Linked DNA regions of Mus musculus: all the other regions are linked to region 3. Evidence: chromatin contacts called from public Hi-C and HiChIP or PLAC-seq data. All regions are on one chromosome and are shown on one strand. The core of a region is the stretch at or near the end of the contact, and the rest is flanking DNA. Distances in the headings are between cores, read along the strand shown.

Region 1 (3,915 bases), core at 331-2,830, 440 kb after region 3:
TCTTCAGCTGCACAAGACTGGCAGAGATAAAGGTATTCTAAAGGGACACTAATGTCTCTCAATCTGACTCACACTATTGAAACAATGAACTCCAAAGAAATGGGAATTTCTCCAGGAATCTCATGCTGGGAGAAGGGAAGGAGCTAGATAAAGAAAGGATTTGTCTCCAGGAAAGATTTCACACAGCTCCACCAGCTTGTCAGACCACCTTCCAGGGTGAGAGCGGAAGAGCAGACACCTTGATTGTTACCACAGATGTGTACATTCCTGGCCGGCTATTTAAACTTTAATCTCTCTCCAGGATCCTGAAGACAGATTGAGGGCAGGGGCCCGAATCTCTGCCCCTCTTTCCAAGTAGCCACACTGAATAAATCTCCTCTTTCCTGCCTTCCATTTTAAGTCTGGCTATTTTTACAGGTTTTGAGACTGGGTGGCCAGACCAGTCAGTCCCCTTCCAGACTGTCTTTGACAACAGACTCTTCTGGGGAATAAATAGCAGAGTTTGTGGTTTTATGTATCAAACTGTTTCATCCAAATGTAGAAGAACATATGGAAGCTCATCTCACTAGATGCGATGGTGGAAGATGGTCAGGAAACCCTCCCACAGAAGGGCGGGCTCAATCACCTAGATGGCCTGAGTAATTCTAAAACACCTGGTGTATGAGGAAGGTAAAAGTTGGTCCCAAGAAGTTGGAATCTGAACATACATATTTCTTTAACATTTCGTTTTCTTCTTATTTACAGTGAGAGAGGGTGTGTGCACGGCCACATATGTTCAAGTGCCCTCCAAAGCCAGACAAGGGCTCCAGATCTCCCGGAGCTGGAGTCACAGAGCTTGGGTCAAGGAACTGCTCATCTGGGGATCAGTAAGGGCTCTTAACCTTTGCACCATCATCTCTCCAGCCCCGAAACATACATGTTTAGCGCAAAAAGAAATTACCAAAGGAGTAGAAGGTTGAAGATGCTAGACAGAAGAAAAGTGACGTGTGTCTAAAGCATTGCACTATTTCCTCACGAATGAATGGGGCCATTCGAGCAATTTCCTGACAGGGTCTGGCCTGACTGACAAAGCAACTACATAAGTGACCGTTTGTCTCAGTATCTTTTTTATACCTAACACTGAAATATTGACATGTTTGCCACATTTGTCTGCTTGAGACAGGGTCTTGTTGTGTAGTCTAGGCTGCTCTGTGATTCATGTCCAGGCATGGGCCACCCCACCCAGCTTATAAATGAATAATAATTTTCAGACTGCAAAACTGACTCATCCTTTTACAATTATAAGAGCTCCAAAGGAGAAGAAAATACATAACCAGCTATGGGAGAGTGGCTGAATGCAGGTAGGGCAGCTAGCTTCCTAGTGGTTTTACTTAAGGTCTTAGTAGATTTGTATCAACCTGACACTAGTTAGAATTATCTAGGAAGAAGAAACTCAATTGAGAAAACACCTGCAGGCAATTTGGTAGGCCATTTTCTTGATTAATGATTGATGTGAAAGGCCAGGGGGGTTGGAGTGCACCCTGAGCAAGCAGGCAGATCTAGGTTGTATATGAAAGCAAACTAAACAAGGCAGGAGGAGAGGGCCACTAAGCAGCATCGCTTCAGAGCCATGCTTGGGTTCCCCAGCGGCCTGCCCTGCCTGTGTTCTTGTGCTGCCTTCCTTTGACAATGGACTGGGATCTGGGCTGTACACAGAAATAAACCCTATCCTCTCCGAGTTGCTTTTACAGTTTTATCACAGGAATAGAGATCCCTCTCTGCCTCTCCCCAGTTTCATAGTGATTCTGAGAAGAAACAACCCTCACAGACTGAAGCCAGATGCCAGGCAGCCCCTGAGAGGTGAGAAATGTGCTGGTACACTATCAAAGCTCTATTTCGGAGAACTGCAATCATTTCAGCTAACTGACAGGTCCTTCAGAAGCTCAAGCCTTCCCGTGTTTGAGCTGATCCTGAGCTTGCCCTGTGCTCAGAGTTTCCCAAAGAGCATCTCAAATACAACCAGCTGCAACTGTTTAACATTCCAGCTGCTTGAAGCAGTTGGAACAAACAAGTTAACCAAAAACATAAAAGGGAAAGTGTAAGGAAAAAACATCCACAGAGGGAACCTCCAGAATGTTCCTAAAATTGCAGTGGCCAAGCTTAAGGAAGACAAGGGAAGGCCCGAAGCACCCATATCTGCCTGGGCAGAAGACCGCACAAGCACAAACGACAGCTTTACTGCTGTAAGCTCTGGCTGCGTGTTTAGGATGTGCCTCGACAGGCACAGTATCTCTAAGCAGACTGGGAAACAGTAGCAAGTATAACAGGAATGTGAAAAACTGGATCCTCAGACATTGTTGGAAATGTAAAATGATGCAGCCACATTGGTAAACAGGGATGAAGTTTCTAAAGAAGGAAGAAGAGACAGAGAAGGAAGGAGACAGAAAAATGGGGGCTTTTACCTCAAAGGAACAAAAAACATGGTTTGTTCTGAAGCCAAATGTGAGTGATTATACCCAGAAATAGTTTACCAAATGCCATGTTCCAATAATGTAACAGTTTAATAAAGTTTTATAGTAACACAAGAAAATCATAAATCAAGACCCTTTCTGAATACATTGGTAGAAATATTAGAAAAGCTGGGAAATCAAACTATGGACTTCAGATGTTATCTGCAGGGGTCTGTCTGTACATTCCAAAAGATTTACCTAACGGTCACAAAGATATTAGGTCACACGGAGAGGAAGGTAATAAATGGTTATTAAGTGTGTTAAAGATAGCCCAAGATAATTTGGCTTGGCAACATTCCATCATTTCCACATCATTAAAGTTCTAATGAGTCAGTCAGCCTTTGTTGTCAGCTTCTATCCAGGAATTTTTGTTCACAAAATAACATAAAATTATCCTATGAAGCTGCATCCTTCCCTAAGAGAAACAAACATATGGCAACACAAAACTTACACATGGGTGCTCACAGTACTACTATTCACAACAGCCAGACTGAAAATAACCCATAGAGCTGGCTTAACAAAATAACCTACACATCAAAACGTATTCAACCATGAGAAGAAATGAGATACTGATAAGCTGATATGACATGGATGAACTTTAAAAACATTTTACTCGGGGGCTGGAGAGATGGCTCAGCAGCTAAAAGCACTGACTGCTCTTCTGAAGTTCAAATCCCAGCAACCACATGGTGGCTCACAACCAACTGTGATGAGATCTGGCGCCCTGCCCTCTTCTGGTGTGTCTGAAGACAGCTACAGTGTACTTATGTATAATAATAAATAAATCTTTTTTAAAAATTACATGATTGTGCTCATGACACAACAGAATAAAAATTCACAGAGGTGTCAGGCTGTGGCAGCACACACATTTAATCCCAGGCTTCAGGAGACAGAGGCAGGGTGATCTCCGAGTTCGAGGCCACCCTGGTCTACAGAGCTAGTACCAGGACAGTCAGTGCTACACAAAGAAGCTCTGTCCTGAAAACAAGACAAAAACAAAAATTTTTTAAAAATAATAATTCAGAGGCAAAAAAGTAGATTTTACAGTTTCCAAAGGATGGTTGGTACTATACAATAGGTAGAAAATGAGTGACCGCTAACAGCTATAATGTTTCATTTTTAAACTGATAAAAATGTTTCAAAACTATTCTGCAGTGATAGCTGTTGGACTCTAAGTATAAACTGATCTGTCTGCTTTAAAATTAGTTTATACTATATGACTCATATCTTTAAAATTAATTCAAACAAATGGACATAATTGGTGTTTACAAAATGCTAAATTCAACAACTGGAGCATGAGGTTTCCACTCAAAATATTATTGACTGAGCTGGGGAGAGGAACTCGTAGGTGAAGTGCTTCCATGCTACACAAGCAGGAGGACCCGAGTTCTCAGAACCAAAAGGGCTGGCAAGATGGATGGCTCAG
Region 2 (4,362 bases), core at 514-3,013, 410 kb after region 3:
AGTAGGAACAAATTCATTAGGGCTGAATTGGGGAGGTAGAAGTGGCTAAATTTTTCTGAAAAGGGTGGGGGGTGACAGAAGAAAGCTGACTCCAGAGGCTATCACTGAAGGAGAAGGCAAGGTCCCAGTTAGCAACAACTTACAAGCCATGCTTGACACTGGACAATTACAGAACCACTAAAGCAATTTTGTTTGGTGGTGTTTGTCTGTCTTTGGCTGACATCAAACTCAAGACAGTCCTCCTGTTGGCATCAGGACCTCTGAAACCTGTGACATCACATAGGTGGGACCTGCAGACCCATTACCAAGGCAACAGCCACCATATCCCCAGAATCCACTTAGCTCACCTCCTACCTTTACTTGTGTTACATCATTACCCATATATATAAAGAAAGCCATACCCCATCTCTCTCTCTCTCTCTCTCTCTCTCTCTCTCTCTCTCTCTCTCTCTCTCTCTCTCTCTTCCCCCCTTCTCTTTTCTGCTGCCACCTTGCCCCTCTTACACGTGGAACTGTTTTGGCCTGGTGTGCTATGTTCCAACTCGAGCCACTATTCTAACATATCACCTCCTGCCTTGGTCTCACAAGTGAACTAGGCATGCTGAGCCACACCCATCTCTTCAAGTCTGTTAACATTATAGTCAACTGTGGGATGAATTCACCTTTCATAGAGGTGGACCATTAGGAGGGGACAGGACAAAGTGAACGGAAGGTTACTTAATAAGCAGAATGACAGAAGGGGCAGGACTGGAGGCAGGCAACCTTGGGTCCTACTGTTAACACCTCAGGAGGGAATCATCAAGGAATAAAGAACGAGTAGAGTCAGAGTTGGAGACATTCTGGATATTCAAGACATTTTATTCACTAAAAAGCATACTGAGTCAGGTATGCTAGTGAACACCTTTAACCTCAGCTCAGGGAGGGTGGTTGAGTTTAAGGAGAATCGGGCCTATTTACCAAGTTCCAGTCCTGCCAGGGACATACCCTGAGACCCAATCACCAAACATAAGTAAGAAAGCCTAAAAACAAAAGTATACTGAGCGCGTAAAGGTACAAAGACAGAGGGAACTTTACCTTTGGCTGGCTCCTGAGATGAGATGGAAGGAAACAAAATTACAGGACAACCTAGCTCTTCTAATGTAAAATCTGGCCAGAAACCAGATCAGGGAGGTCAAGAAACCTTCTGGGCTGGCTGTGGGGCAGCGTGCCTTTATCAGACTGTGGAGGCACACGTTTGTGGGTTCCAGGTCAGCCAGGGGCACACTGTGAGACCCTATCTCAAAACACAAAATTTTCAGGAACATCTCTGAATCTTTCTGTTTACTTTGTTTTGAAGACACAAGCTCCACTGTGTAGCTCTAGCCATCCTCGAATTCATTTGTAGATCAAGCTGGCCTTGAACTCACAGATCCACCTGCCTCTCTGCTTCCTGAGTGCAGGGATCAATGGGGTGTGCCACTATCACCAGCTTAAGAATCTTAAAACTAAAAAAAAAAAAAAAAAAAGGAAAGAAAGAAAGAAAGAAAAGAAAAAGAAGAAAAAAGAAATTACAAACCCTAAAGGAATTGGAATCACTAAGACACCCTAACAGGCCAAATATCAATAATGAAACTAGTTAGACAACTGACACATTTCCTTAGAGATGATGAGAGAGCAAAGCAGGAGAGGTTTACAATTGCTCTCAAGGCAGGAATGACTCACAGTGCCCTTGAGAAGCCATGCCTGGGAGGCTTCTATGGAAGGAGAAAACACCACTTCAAAGTGGTCGCCACAGACAGGAACATAAAGCTATATACCACTAGGTATTCTATTTCACAAGTGTTTTGCCAACCTGTATTCAAACTGAAAGCTCGTGATCAGAAAATAAAGATCAAAGTTCCTTCACCAAAAGAGCAACCCCCGGGTTCAGATGTTTTCACAGCACACATATTGAGCAATGACTAGCGTTAGGTAAAATGGCAAAGGCAGAGGGCACAGTGAGGTAGGTAGGGGTGGGGAGGTGCTTCCCTCGCATGTGGGAGGCACCGGATGGGATCCCTGGCACCAAGGCAGAAACGTTCTTGTTAATTATGATTGTCATACCTCAGGAGAGTCGTTAGTAAAATTAAAAGTATGGTACTTAACACTGTTTTTATCTGAAAATAGGCAGAAATGTGAGGAATATTTTCATTATAATAATGAAAATGGGAAGGTTTAAATTAGGCATTAAACAGTGCCTGATGCATAACTTAATTAATAGTTTTTACACCATTAAATATATGCAGGCCAGGGAGAAGGCTCGGGGGATAATGCACATGGTGCTGAAACTTGAGGACATGAGTAGATGTACACAACCCGCCCAAGGGTCAAGTGCATGCGGTGACCCATCTGCAACCCAACATGCACCACGCCCTGATTTATAAAGTTCTGAGAACCAGGCGTAGGGCCTCAAACACACTACACAAGTACTCTACCCACTGAGGCAAATCCCCAACCCATTTGTTTGCTCTGCAACTGACTCAGAAAGAACATGTGATACAGAGGACAATCACATTAGAAAGTTTGTCTGAGTAGTTTTTTAAAAGAAACACTCTCTTATTGTCACTAAATTCTCAACTATAATTACCTCTAGAGCTGCACTAGCCATTCGTCACCATGAAGGGTCCCAGCCTATAACAGAACACCAGGGATGAGAAACTCCAAACCATCCACACCGAAGACTGTGAGGCACTTGCAAGCAAAAGCTTCGTAAGAGTACTATATAACTCAAGACTTTTTAAACCTGAAAGATATGTTTTCACAGTATATTTTCATGATGGTTCCCCTCCCCCAATCTCTCCCAGATCCTCCTCCCCACCTCGACCTCCCAACACAAAAACAGAAAAATAAAAAGCAAAAGAATAATAGGACAAAAAAAAAAAAAGTACCAAAATAAAACAAAAGTCTACAAAAATACTACAGAGTTTATTTTGTGTTGGCTAAACACTCCTGGGCATAGGGCCTGCTGTGTAATGCAGTTGACACACCCAGTGACACTCCATAGGAGAGCTGCTTTCCCCTTTGTATCAAGTGTAAACAGCTTCTTGGTTATGGGTGAGAGCCTCTGTCCACACCCCTCATTGCCAGGACCCCATCTGTGTAGGCCTTGTGTATGTTGCACGGTCTCTTCAGTTTGTATGCACATCAGTACTGCTGTGTGTGTTCTCACTGCCTTTCTGCCTCCTCTTCAGCAGAGATGCCTGATCCTTGATGGAAGGAGTTTGGTGAAGACCTCTCATTTACCACTGAGTGTTGCAAAAGTCTCTCCTCCTCTGTTACTATCTAGTTGTGGATCTCCGTGTTAACTCCCATTTAATGCAGGAGGAAGTTCTCTGACAGGAGTTGAGCAAATCTCATGACTTTTGATAAAATAAGTATCTAAAAGGTTAATGCTCTCTTTTGCTACACACACACACAGAGAGAGAAAGAGAGGGGGAGAGAGAGAGAGAGAGAGAGAGCGAGCAAGCACTCAATCACTAAGCTATACTCAAAGTCCAGAGCAACATATTTAAAAAAAAAAAAAAACAAAAAAACAAAAATACCTGATTAGAGAAACCTAAAACTGTCTTTTAAAAGCTCAAACCAAAAGAGCAGTTACAGTAACTATATAAACTTAACTACCAACATGAAATACTTGCTAAAATTAGGAGCACTTAAAAACGAATTTGATTCAAATGTTGGAGAAAAATCAAGTCTTTTGCACTCTGCTAAGAAAGTATAAGGGAGCACATTTAGGTAGGCCTAAGTGCAACACGCATTTCATTCACTCAGGCGATACCTTAAATTTCTCACTAACACAAAGCAATTTCAAGAATAATACAAATTCATACATTATTGGGGGAACTTTGCTATGAGGAATGTTTTCACACATACTAACATTTTTTAAAAAAAGAACTGGGGTCCCATGGTCAAAATGTCACCCAGAGTGATTGGATATAAAAGAAAACTTCAAAAGAAGGTCCTGATCTCTTCTACATAAAACCTTGACGGCTTTGTTAAATTACTAGAAAGTCATGCTGCAGTCTTAACGGAGTTCCACAGAGGGAGCCAGAAGCAAAGAATAAAGCGATGATAAAGCAAACTTCCAATCACAGTCTGCTGGAAGTTATGGGTTTCCAGTCCATGATATGAGCTCAGAGTATCTTCTGACGGTCCATCTCAGTGATCAACCAACTCAAAATAGCACAGACAGTATGCTTGTGGTAGCACTCCACTTCCAAGAAGACACAAACTACAAACTCACTAACTACACTTACAACTAGTAGTGGTTTTGTTCAGTTTTGTCTCAATTACTTAAAAAGATGGCCCTCTGGAAGACATCATCTCTTCATTTTTTTGGAGAAC
Region 3 (4,361 bases), core at 1,026-3,525:
CAACACACGATGGCCACTCCCCCCCCAACCCCCCCAGCATCCTTACTTAAGGCCCAGGGCCTGTTTCATCTTTGTCCATGTAGTAACCTGGCAAATAGGAAAAAGGACTTACGTACTTTGTTTTGGTTTTTAATTTTTAAAGGAGTAGGTTTTATCTCTTCATTGTTTTGCTTTGCTTTTTGAGACAGGGTCTCAAGTATAGAGCCCAAGCTGGCCCTGAATTTGAATAAATCAGGCTTTGGCCTCCTGACAGCTGGGATTATAGTTATGCCCCGCCACTCCCAGGTAAGGAGGCTGGTTTGAAAAGTTAACTAATATTGACCATCTACACCAAAAGTAATCTATGCATCCTTTGAAGCCAGGCACCTATAGAGGAATGATCAGAGATGCCGCATTGCTGGTATTAAAGACAGGACAGGAACCAAGGGCAAACCAAGCAAACAGCCTAGGAGCTGGGAACAGAAGCGAGGAAACGAGGCTCAGCTAGAAAGTCATGCTGCTGTCATCCTCTACCGTGGTAAGAACTGTGTTAGACTTCCTAACCACAGAACCAAAGAATGACTGCAAGGCTTTAAATGCTAAGTGGATGTGAACAAAGCAGCAATGGAAAATTCAAACACACTGAACCAAAGGTTAGTCACATGGCCTCAAGCCTGCACTGAGCACTTACTAGTCACAAAGGGGAGAAGGGCTTCGTCTACAAAGGAAGATCTGGAAGCTGAAAATGTACCTCTGTGGTGTAAGGCTTGTATAGCATTCAGGAAGCCCTGTGTCCAAATCTCCAGGGAAAGTATCAGCTCCAGATATCCTACAGGACAACTCTTCAAAACTGGCAATGTCTCCAGAAATAGCAAAAAGGTTGTTCTCTGCTAAGAGTCATTATGACCAAATGCCACTTGTGAACTTTGCTGAGTCCTAAATCAAGTTATAAATAACATTAAGACTCGTTTGAGAAAATACAACTCTTGGTAAACCCTCTGGCTTCACTTTTGAAGTGTTTACGTGAGTGATGGTGCTGATCTATACAGGAGGTCGTTTTCTTTTTCTTTTTTTTTTAAAGATTTATTTATTTAATATATATAAGTACACTGTAGCTGTCTTCAGACACTCCAGAAGAGGGAGTCAGATCTTGTTACAGATGGTTGTGAGCCACCATGTGGTTGCTGGGATTTGAACTCAGGACCTCTGGAAGAGCAGTCGGTGCTCTTAACCACTGAGCCATCTCTCCAGCCCAGGAGGTCGTTTTCATTCCTCGCTAAATATTTAAGAATGTAACATAATGATGTCTGCCATTTATATTCCAATAATTCATCCAAACTTATCTTCTGTTTGACTTCTTTGTTATTGTTTTGTCTTAAAACAGAGTCTTTCTCTATAAAACTCTGCAGTCCTGAACTCATGTCTGTAAATCAGGCTGGCCTTGAAGGCAGATCCACCCTCCTCTGCCTCCCAAGTACCAGAAATTAAGGGTTTGAGCTACCAAACTAAGCTCAAAAATTATACATATACACATTCATTTATTCATTTTCTCTTTCTTTCTAGAAGAGAAAGAAAAGGTATAGTACTAACAGTTGTTGAAAGAATGTGGCATGTATCATTCAGACAGTACAACTTTTTAAATTACAAAGGTAAGGAAGAAGGCGTGCCCTGGATCCCTCCACTACCCACCTTTCTTCCCAGGTCCCTTACATACTGCCCAGGGTGCAATGAACAGCTGGTGTTCTTCAGCTGGCCTCCACACTTCCACAAGCACATACTATTTGCTGCGGGTTTACTCACAATTCAAGCTCAATAGCTAAAATCTGATTTTGTTATAAGAGAGAAACACATGACTAAAATTCCAGAAAAACAGGTCAACCATGAGGACAGAGTCATCTTTGACGACCTTATTACAGGGATTAGTTTGTGCCTTCTTCTCTTCTGCCATTTCTCTTGTTCCATATAATCTTTACATTCTTATTTTGAGCTTCATCCTTTCTATTTATGCCTGGAGAGAGAGTCACAAGCACGGCAGGAAACTGGACAAAAAACAGGACTGGTGGCATCAGGAGCTACTACAGAAACCACACCGCCTTTGGCTCCCAGCCCTAGTACTGGGAAGATCACAGGCAGCCTGGACCCAGGCTCTCCTCCTTCTCCCTGCACTCCATATGGCAGCTGTCTGACATCAAAGAAGGTGGGAGAGATTCTCTACATTCTCCAGACTGTTCCCACTCCTTCCCTTGAATTGTGGAAGAATCCATGATGTCTCAATCAGCCCTTCCGCAATCCCTCCTTTCCTGAATGCTAAGAATGCTTAACCCCAAGTGAAGGGCTGCAGAGCAGAGGAGCAGCAGCAAGGAGGACTAACAGCAGGCCTCCCCGAGGAGGGAGAACACCAGCTAAATGTCACATGCCTTCCAGAATAGCACCAAGGAATAAAAACTGAACTTGTAAATGAAATTAGGTTGCTCTTTTGAACTGCCAGTCTAGCTAGACAGGAAAAGGCCCAGCATGGTTTCTATGAGTGCCTATGCTGTTCTTAATAGGGAGGACACAATCAAGCCAAAGCAAACATCTGTTAACCAGTCAAGTCTGTTAATGAAACAATACTGCAGCTGGTTTATCAAAGATCAAAAGTGGAGCAAATTAGGAAAGGGATGTTTGAACAAAGATGGTTTCTGAAGAATAGCAGCTCAAGAATTTTAAACCCACTTGTCAAATTAACACAGTTCCCTCCTGGATCCCCTCGGAGCACTGATCAGGGTTTGCCCTGACCTCTGTAGAGACCAGCTTCGGTTTAATCCAACGTTGTTTCATCTAATACTTCTTTCTGTCTCATTCCACACTCTCAAAAACATAACCTTTCATAAACAAAATACAATGTACGCTGTGCACTACATCACAGCCTACTAATTACGATGTTTACTTTTATAAAGATCAACAACAATAGGCAGTTTCCCAGTCCTGGCAACTTCGCAGCAAAGTGTTTCCTACCCACGCAGAAGCATCAGTGCACGGCAAGGCCACCCCTTCCTCTGAGGCACATGGACCAACTTCCTGCCACTGCCTGGAAGCAGCAAGAGCACCCACATGCAAACACGCACGCACTTTCCTCCCGGTCTTGCAGACAGAGTGCCATCAGCAGATTACATGGCTGGCTCATTTGCTAACTCTTATCTGGTAAGCTAATTGCTGTTTATGTGAAATATTAATGGATAGGAGAGATGAAAGGCCCGAGAAGATTTCAGATTCCTATTTTAAATCTTGGTGTGACTGGAAAACAATTTTACCAAATCTACTCTAGTTTAATGTTCAAGACTTAAAAAATGAAGCATAGAAACACAACAAAATCATGGATTTTTACAAGCAAAATTGTCATCTCAATGATAAAAACAATTATATCTCCCATGTGTTAGTGATAACATACAAAGATAAAATAGATTTAAAAAAAAAACACAACAACTCAGACTTCCATTTTGAGAACATTTAAAGTGTATCATCTGCTGAAGTCTGGAGGAAAAAAATAAAAATAAAATCTTTGCCATTCAAGATAAAATCAGAATAAATCAGCAAACAACACATAACTGTTAAAATAACCTCAAAGCTAAAAATACTGACTTTCTTGGTACTAAAAGTATCACAGCGTAGGAACAAGGCTCCGTAGGAGTTTTTGCCTAATGAGCATAAGGTCTTCTATTCTATTCCCAGCAACACACACGCGCGCAGTTATAAAGTCATGTAGGTACAGAGAGTACAAGTATCAATTCCTCAAAGTTGGTGCTCCTCAGGACAGGATTAGTGTTGTGGGAAAGGCATCAAAAACATCAAGCACACCTAAGATCTAAAGAGTTACAGGAATGTCCACCACGCCCTCTACAATCAAACCTTCCGACACGACGCTGTTGCTCTCCAGAAGCTACTTCAAGAAGCCTAGACAAGTTCTATCTTGATAACAGTTCAAAAGTAGAACAAGCTGCCATGCTTCAAGTGCAATAGAAAGACCCAGTCACTCACTTCATCTTCCGCTTGACCTGGCTGCCTAGCTGGAGAAGTCCAAGAGCTCCGCGGTGACTGGACCGGTACTGCCCAACGGCAAAGGCTGCCCTGGCGCACTGCACCCTTCTAAAGAACTTCTCGAGCTTAATTACAGGAACAACAGGATCCACAAGCTTGCTTCCCTGACCTTGGAACTGTGAGCATTGATCCACCTGATCTTTTACACTGTAATAGGTTTCACCATTCTAAAACCGACTTTTTATCCATGTCAATGCCAAAATTCAGAGAATTTTGAAAAGCATATTTCATAATATTTAAGGCTGTATATTCAACTTCCAGTTGGATACATATAGCTAAATATTCTTTGAGAACAACGAGTCTTT
Region 4 (4,233 bases), core at 1,398-3,897, 270 kb after region 3:
CCGTCATTTACTAAAGAGTAGAAATTTCTTTTTAGTTTAGGCTAATGAAAATGTGTATCCCTTACTATTGTGTGAGAAATAAATGGGATTTATAAATTAAAAAAAAAGTAAAAGAAAATAAAGTTCTGCTATACATGCTCAAAAAACAAACAAACAAAATACAAAAAGACTCTCTGCTGAGTAAAACTTAAAATTCTAAGATAGATATTCCTTATGTGGTAGACAGAGGAAAATTACTGTTTAAAAAGCTAATTAGCATTTAGGGTTTATAAAAATAAGTGTGTAGTCTCAGGTGCAAGGACAGGCACAGAAAACCCGGAGTTAGCCGCTGCTCTTCAGTGATCTTCCATTCCCCGCAGCAGGACAACAATTTCGACATTGTTGAGCAGCAGTAGAGTTGGATCCCAACACCAGCAACTAGGTTTTTGCAACTACTTTTTCCAGGGCAAAAACCACAAACTTTGCTTTAAAAAAAAATCAGGGATTAGATTATTTTTTTTGTTTTTTAGAGGGAATACTAAAAATGAAACCATACTATGGTGACAAAAAATAGACAACCACCTTAGACACTACTCAACTCGGCTCCAGTGATTTTGTGGACATTAGTTCCTAACAGATGAGTCCCAATAGCAGCAGCTCATTTTCACACATCTTGTGTACTCAGTGTCTGAAGGACAGTTCCTCAACTAGACTGACAGATACAAGGCACAGCATTCATGCTGCCGGCTTGCACTACCGCCCGCACCCTTTCCATACATGACCAGTGCACACAGTTGTCGTTTTATTTACATTTAGTAGTGTGTTAAGTTTATGTGCTTCACAGAAAATCTCAGAGTCATGTCCCAAAGGCAGAATCATTTGGGTGATGTGATTAATTATGTGCCTCTAAGAGGTATAATCCTCTATCATAATCAGCCAGTATCATAATCAGCTGAGGACTTTCAGGTTTTTAGCTTCTCCCCCTGGTGGTAGTATCTAGGTTCGTATCTATTTAAAAAACAAAAACAACAAACCATGCTGCAAGGTTTACAGCCACTACATTCAAATATTGGGAGGCAATTTGGGGATAAAGTAGATTTAAATGAAATAGAAGCAAATCTCAGAACTCTTCTAATGTTAGCACTCACCTCCTATGCCTAGCTAGTGATCTCTCTTCCCCCCTCTCCTCTCCTCTCCTCTCCTCTCCTCTCCTCTCCTCTCCTCTCCTCTCCTCTCCTCTCCTCTCCTCTCTTCTCTCCTCTTTTTCCCACAATGCAATTACAGCCATTACATCATTGTAAATTACATGCTGGGGTTATCTCAGTAGGTATCTGCCAAATGTAAAACTTACAGAAGGTCTTCAATGTAATAATGATGTTTTATCATTTTAATTACAAACTCTTTAAAAAACTCCCTAAAGTGTACCAATTGGGGTGGTCTAAATTAACAATATCTTGGTAGCCCAAGGGTAGCAAAAATAGATTGAACTACCAAATTTCATCATCCTTATAGCAGCTGTCTTCCTGCCTCTAGGAAGCTGAGTATTTAACAAAGCAGACAGCTTGGCACTGGCGTCTGATTAGCAGCGTGTGCATTGTCAGACAGAATGTGCTTGGCTCTTCTGTTCCAGGGTTGGATTAGAAGCCTGCAGAGCACTGGGACTTTATTCTTCAGGCTTCTCAGAAGTAAATAAGTTCTGCGTCGTCTTCCTCTGTTGCTACACCTGGCAAACTGATTAGGTGCCTTCTTAGTAATGTGCGCTATCAAATGCTAGACAATTTAAATAAAGGCTTTCAAGGATAGTATCACAAAGGATGAAATTTGTCAATTTAAAAATTACTATGGTTAAGCATAATATGTATAAAAATTATTTCTCGAAATAAAGTGCTTTGAATTATGTTGAACCTAAATATTAAAATATTGCTTGTGGGGGAGGAAGGGTGGTCATTTTAGAGTATATAAAAATAAAATTATATTCTTAAAATATTAAATATAAAAGATTTTTTTCCCTGAACTCACATGAAGCATGCTAGAAATAAAACACTGCTTTACAAGAATAATATTATTTTGCTGCAGGGTACAAAACATTAAATTATAAAAGGGTGACTCTCATTACCTTTTCACCAGAAATTTCTTTGAAAATTTATTACAAATGATTGTGCTTATTGGCAGAGTTCAAAATCAGCAGAGTCCACGCAAACAATCTACTTCAGTGCGAGGTACATTCTTTTACTCTATCGGATCCGTCGGAGGTAATCAGACTGGATGTTTTATTCAACAGGGCTGAAGAAAATTGTTCTACAATAGGTTAATTCAAAATGGCAGCATAGAAAATGCATCTGTCAGTGGGGATCAAATTACAGGGCAAGCTCCTCTCAATGCTTAGAAAAACAAGTCTGCAGTTCTACAGATTATGTGCCTGTGTGTGTTTAAAGGGGTGGGAAAGGAGCTAAATATCCGAGCTAACCTCCAATTAAAGTCAATCATAAAAACAGCCAATTTAATGAGTGCAGATTTCTTTGGGTAATTATAACACCAACCACTTTTTTCTCTTTTAGATCTGTAATTCTGCCTTCTTGTTATTGCTTGCTTTGTCACTAATCGCCTCAGGACCTTGATTTCCTAGCAACAGACTGCCACCAAACACTTGGCTCCTGTTCAACATTTTCTTTGTGAAAAATGGCACTGCTGTTGCCGCCTGGGCTGCTGCAGCTAGACTGGCTGTGTAAGTGCTCTAATAATGTATTCCACTGGAAAAAAAAATCACATGATACAGGGTGCGAGGACTGAGCTCAGTTAATTACTGAGCTGGGAAGTTTATCTACAATCTAAAAGCTGTGCTGGGGGAGGGGGCTACAGGATTAAAAAAATGCATTCCTTCCATTATTAATAATTTGAAGGTAAGAATTTGCAAAGAAATATTCTATTTTGAGGTATATAAGTTTATTAAGGATTAGATACAAAAGGCCAATGTCCTTAAAATGTTGCTTGATGATTTCTTTCTCTACAACATGGCCCCAAACACACAAAAGAATCACAGAACAGTTTGCTGCAATTTAAGAGAGCAAATTAACCTATGTATCTGTCAGCTGTGTCTTTCCTACTTAAGGCAAAATCATTTGTATATGTAAATATGCTGTATGGGATGGTAAGAGGTTTTCATTCACAGCGTGAACAGTACATACTGAGAAAACTGAACATTCAAAATATTGTGTTTTGGTATATTGTACACTTAAGTAAATATTTAATAACCCATGATAAGAGTAAAGATGCTTATCATTACTTGTGAAACGATTCAATTGGGACTGAAGAAAATCAGACCTTGTGATTAGAAACCCTGTGATAAGGTAACATAATGTGATTTTTTTTTTTAACTGGGTAGATTTATTAAGATTTTTCATGTCTTCGAAATACTGCCACCCCTGGTAATGATAGTTATGGAAATTAACATGGCATGTCAGCTATGGTTCACTGAAGCCTGGCTCTAACTCTCAGAAATGCGGCTTTATAAGACTGGCATGTTTCAGGACTGCTGTCACGATATGATAATTTAATATACCCAAGAGTGCACTAAGTATTATGGAAGCATCTGTGAAACTAATAAGCCAGTGGCCATACTGATTCTCACCAGTGTCTACAGACTGTGTAACAAACTTACTACAAAGTAGTCGCAATTCAGCTCAGCTGAGGGAGGGAAAAGGCTAGAGGGTACCTTAAAACCATCACGATCACTAACCTTGACAGATGAAATAAAATGAAATTACAGAAGCTCTTTAGCAGAGCACTAAGCATTAAAAAGCCACTGATTATATCCAAGAGTAAAAATATGTACATGCCTTTAAAAAGTGAATAAATAAGGCATTTGACTTTAAAGAATCTGCTTATTGTTGATAATAAGCCACATTGTTTCAACTGAGTCTGAGCCAATAGTATATTTTTACAAAATATAATTCTTGGTTGACTTAACAAAGGAAACACAATCGCCCATCAGTTTTAGAAAATATTGATAATTACTATACAACCATATCAAAATATCTGCGGACTGCAGTAAAGCTGGTTGATGTTTACAGGTAAAACATTTAAAAGTCTATATTTAGCTTATTACGTATTCCAAATTAAAGACACACTAAACCTAGAAGCCACACAAAATGTGAAAAACATATCTGAGGCCTTAAAGAGGGCTATATGGTGTTTGCTACCTTGAATATATATATATCAGTCTGAAAAATATAACTAAAATCATTGGAGGATTAT

What was found. HiChIP or PLAC-seq counts read pairs in DNA pulled down with a chosen protein or histone mark. A called contact is a pair of places that touch in the nucleus more often than the background predicts.
Region 1: a contact with region 3 is called in a CTCF HiChIP or PLAC-seq map of the NIH/3T3 cell line, with 6 read pairs. The contact joins two enhancer-like sites. A contact is called at or near these places in 1 of 15 datasets of contacts at CTCF or cohesin (the NIH/3T3 cell line) and 2 of 115 datasets of contacts at active chromatin or transcription factors (the NIH/3T3 cell line and embryonic basal ganglia).
Region 2: an H3K27ac HiChIP or PLAC-seq map of regulatory T cells shows a contact between it and region 3, with 4 times the contacts expected there. The contact joins two enhancer-like sites. A contact is called at or near these places in 5 of 115 datasets of contacts at active chromatin or transcription factors (T-cell acute lymphoblastic leukemia, cardiomyocytes, embryonic basal ganglia and 2 more).
Region 4: a contact with region 3 is called in a Hi-C map of the N1E-115 cell line, with 6 times the contacts expected there. The contact joins two enhancer-like sites. A contact is called at or near these places in 1 of 484 Hi-C or Micro-C datasets (the N1E-115 cell line), 2 of 115 datasets of contacts at active chromatin or transcription factors (cardiomyocytes and embryonic basal ganglia) and 1 of 9 other capture datasets (embryonic trunk).

Annotation. Positions count from the first base shown.
Region 1 is chr14:21,085,171-21,089,085 of GRCm38.p6, reverse strand. The region is part of intron 1 of Adk (adenosine kinase); the gene reads right to left. Among named protein-coding and RNA genes, the nearest start is that of Adk, 35 kb to the right of the region's middle. Within about 2 kb of position 1,580, at least 124 of the 459 cell types and tissues checked have an H3K27ac peak or open chromatin away from gene starts, as enhancers often do. A contact at or near this core is called in the NIH/3T3 cell line, where this site is marked.
Region 2 is chr14:21,110,417-21,114,778 of GRCm38.p6, reverse strand. The region is part of intron 3 of Adk (adenosine kinase); the gene reads right to left. Among named protein-coding and RNA genes, the nearest start is that of Adk, 60 kb to the right of the region's middle. Within about 2 kb of position 1,763, at least 51 of the 459 cell types and tissues checked have an H3K27ac peak or open chromatin away from gene starts, as enhancers often do. A contact at or near this core is called in T-cell acute lymphoblastic leukemia and regulatory T cells, where this site is marked.
Region 3 is chr14:21,522,110-21,526,470 of GRCm38.p6, reverse strand. The region is part of intron 2 of Kat6b (K(lysine) acetyltransferase 6B); the gene reads right to left. Among named protein-coding and RNA genes, the nearest start is that of Kat6b, 25 kb to the right of the region's middle. Within about 2 kb of position 2,275, at least 140 of the 459 cell types and tissues checked have an H3K27ac peak or open chromatin away from gene starts, as enhancers often do. A contact at or near this core is called in the N1E-115 cell line, the NIH/3T3 cell line, T-cell acute lymphoblastic leukemia and 1 more, where this site is marked.
Region 4 is chr14:21,250,860-21,255,092 of GRCm38.p6, reverse strand. The region is part of intron 6 of Adk (adenosine kinase); the gene reads right to left. Among named protein-coding and RNA genes, the nearest start is that of Gm52152, 170 kb to the left of the region's middle. Within about 2 kb of position 2,647, at least 99 of the 459 cell types and tissues checked have an H3K27ac peak or open chromatin away from gene starts, as enhancers often do. A contact at or near this core is called in the N1E-115 cell line, where this site is marked.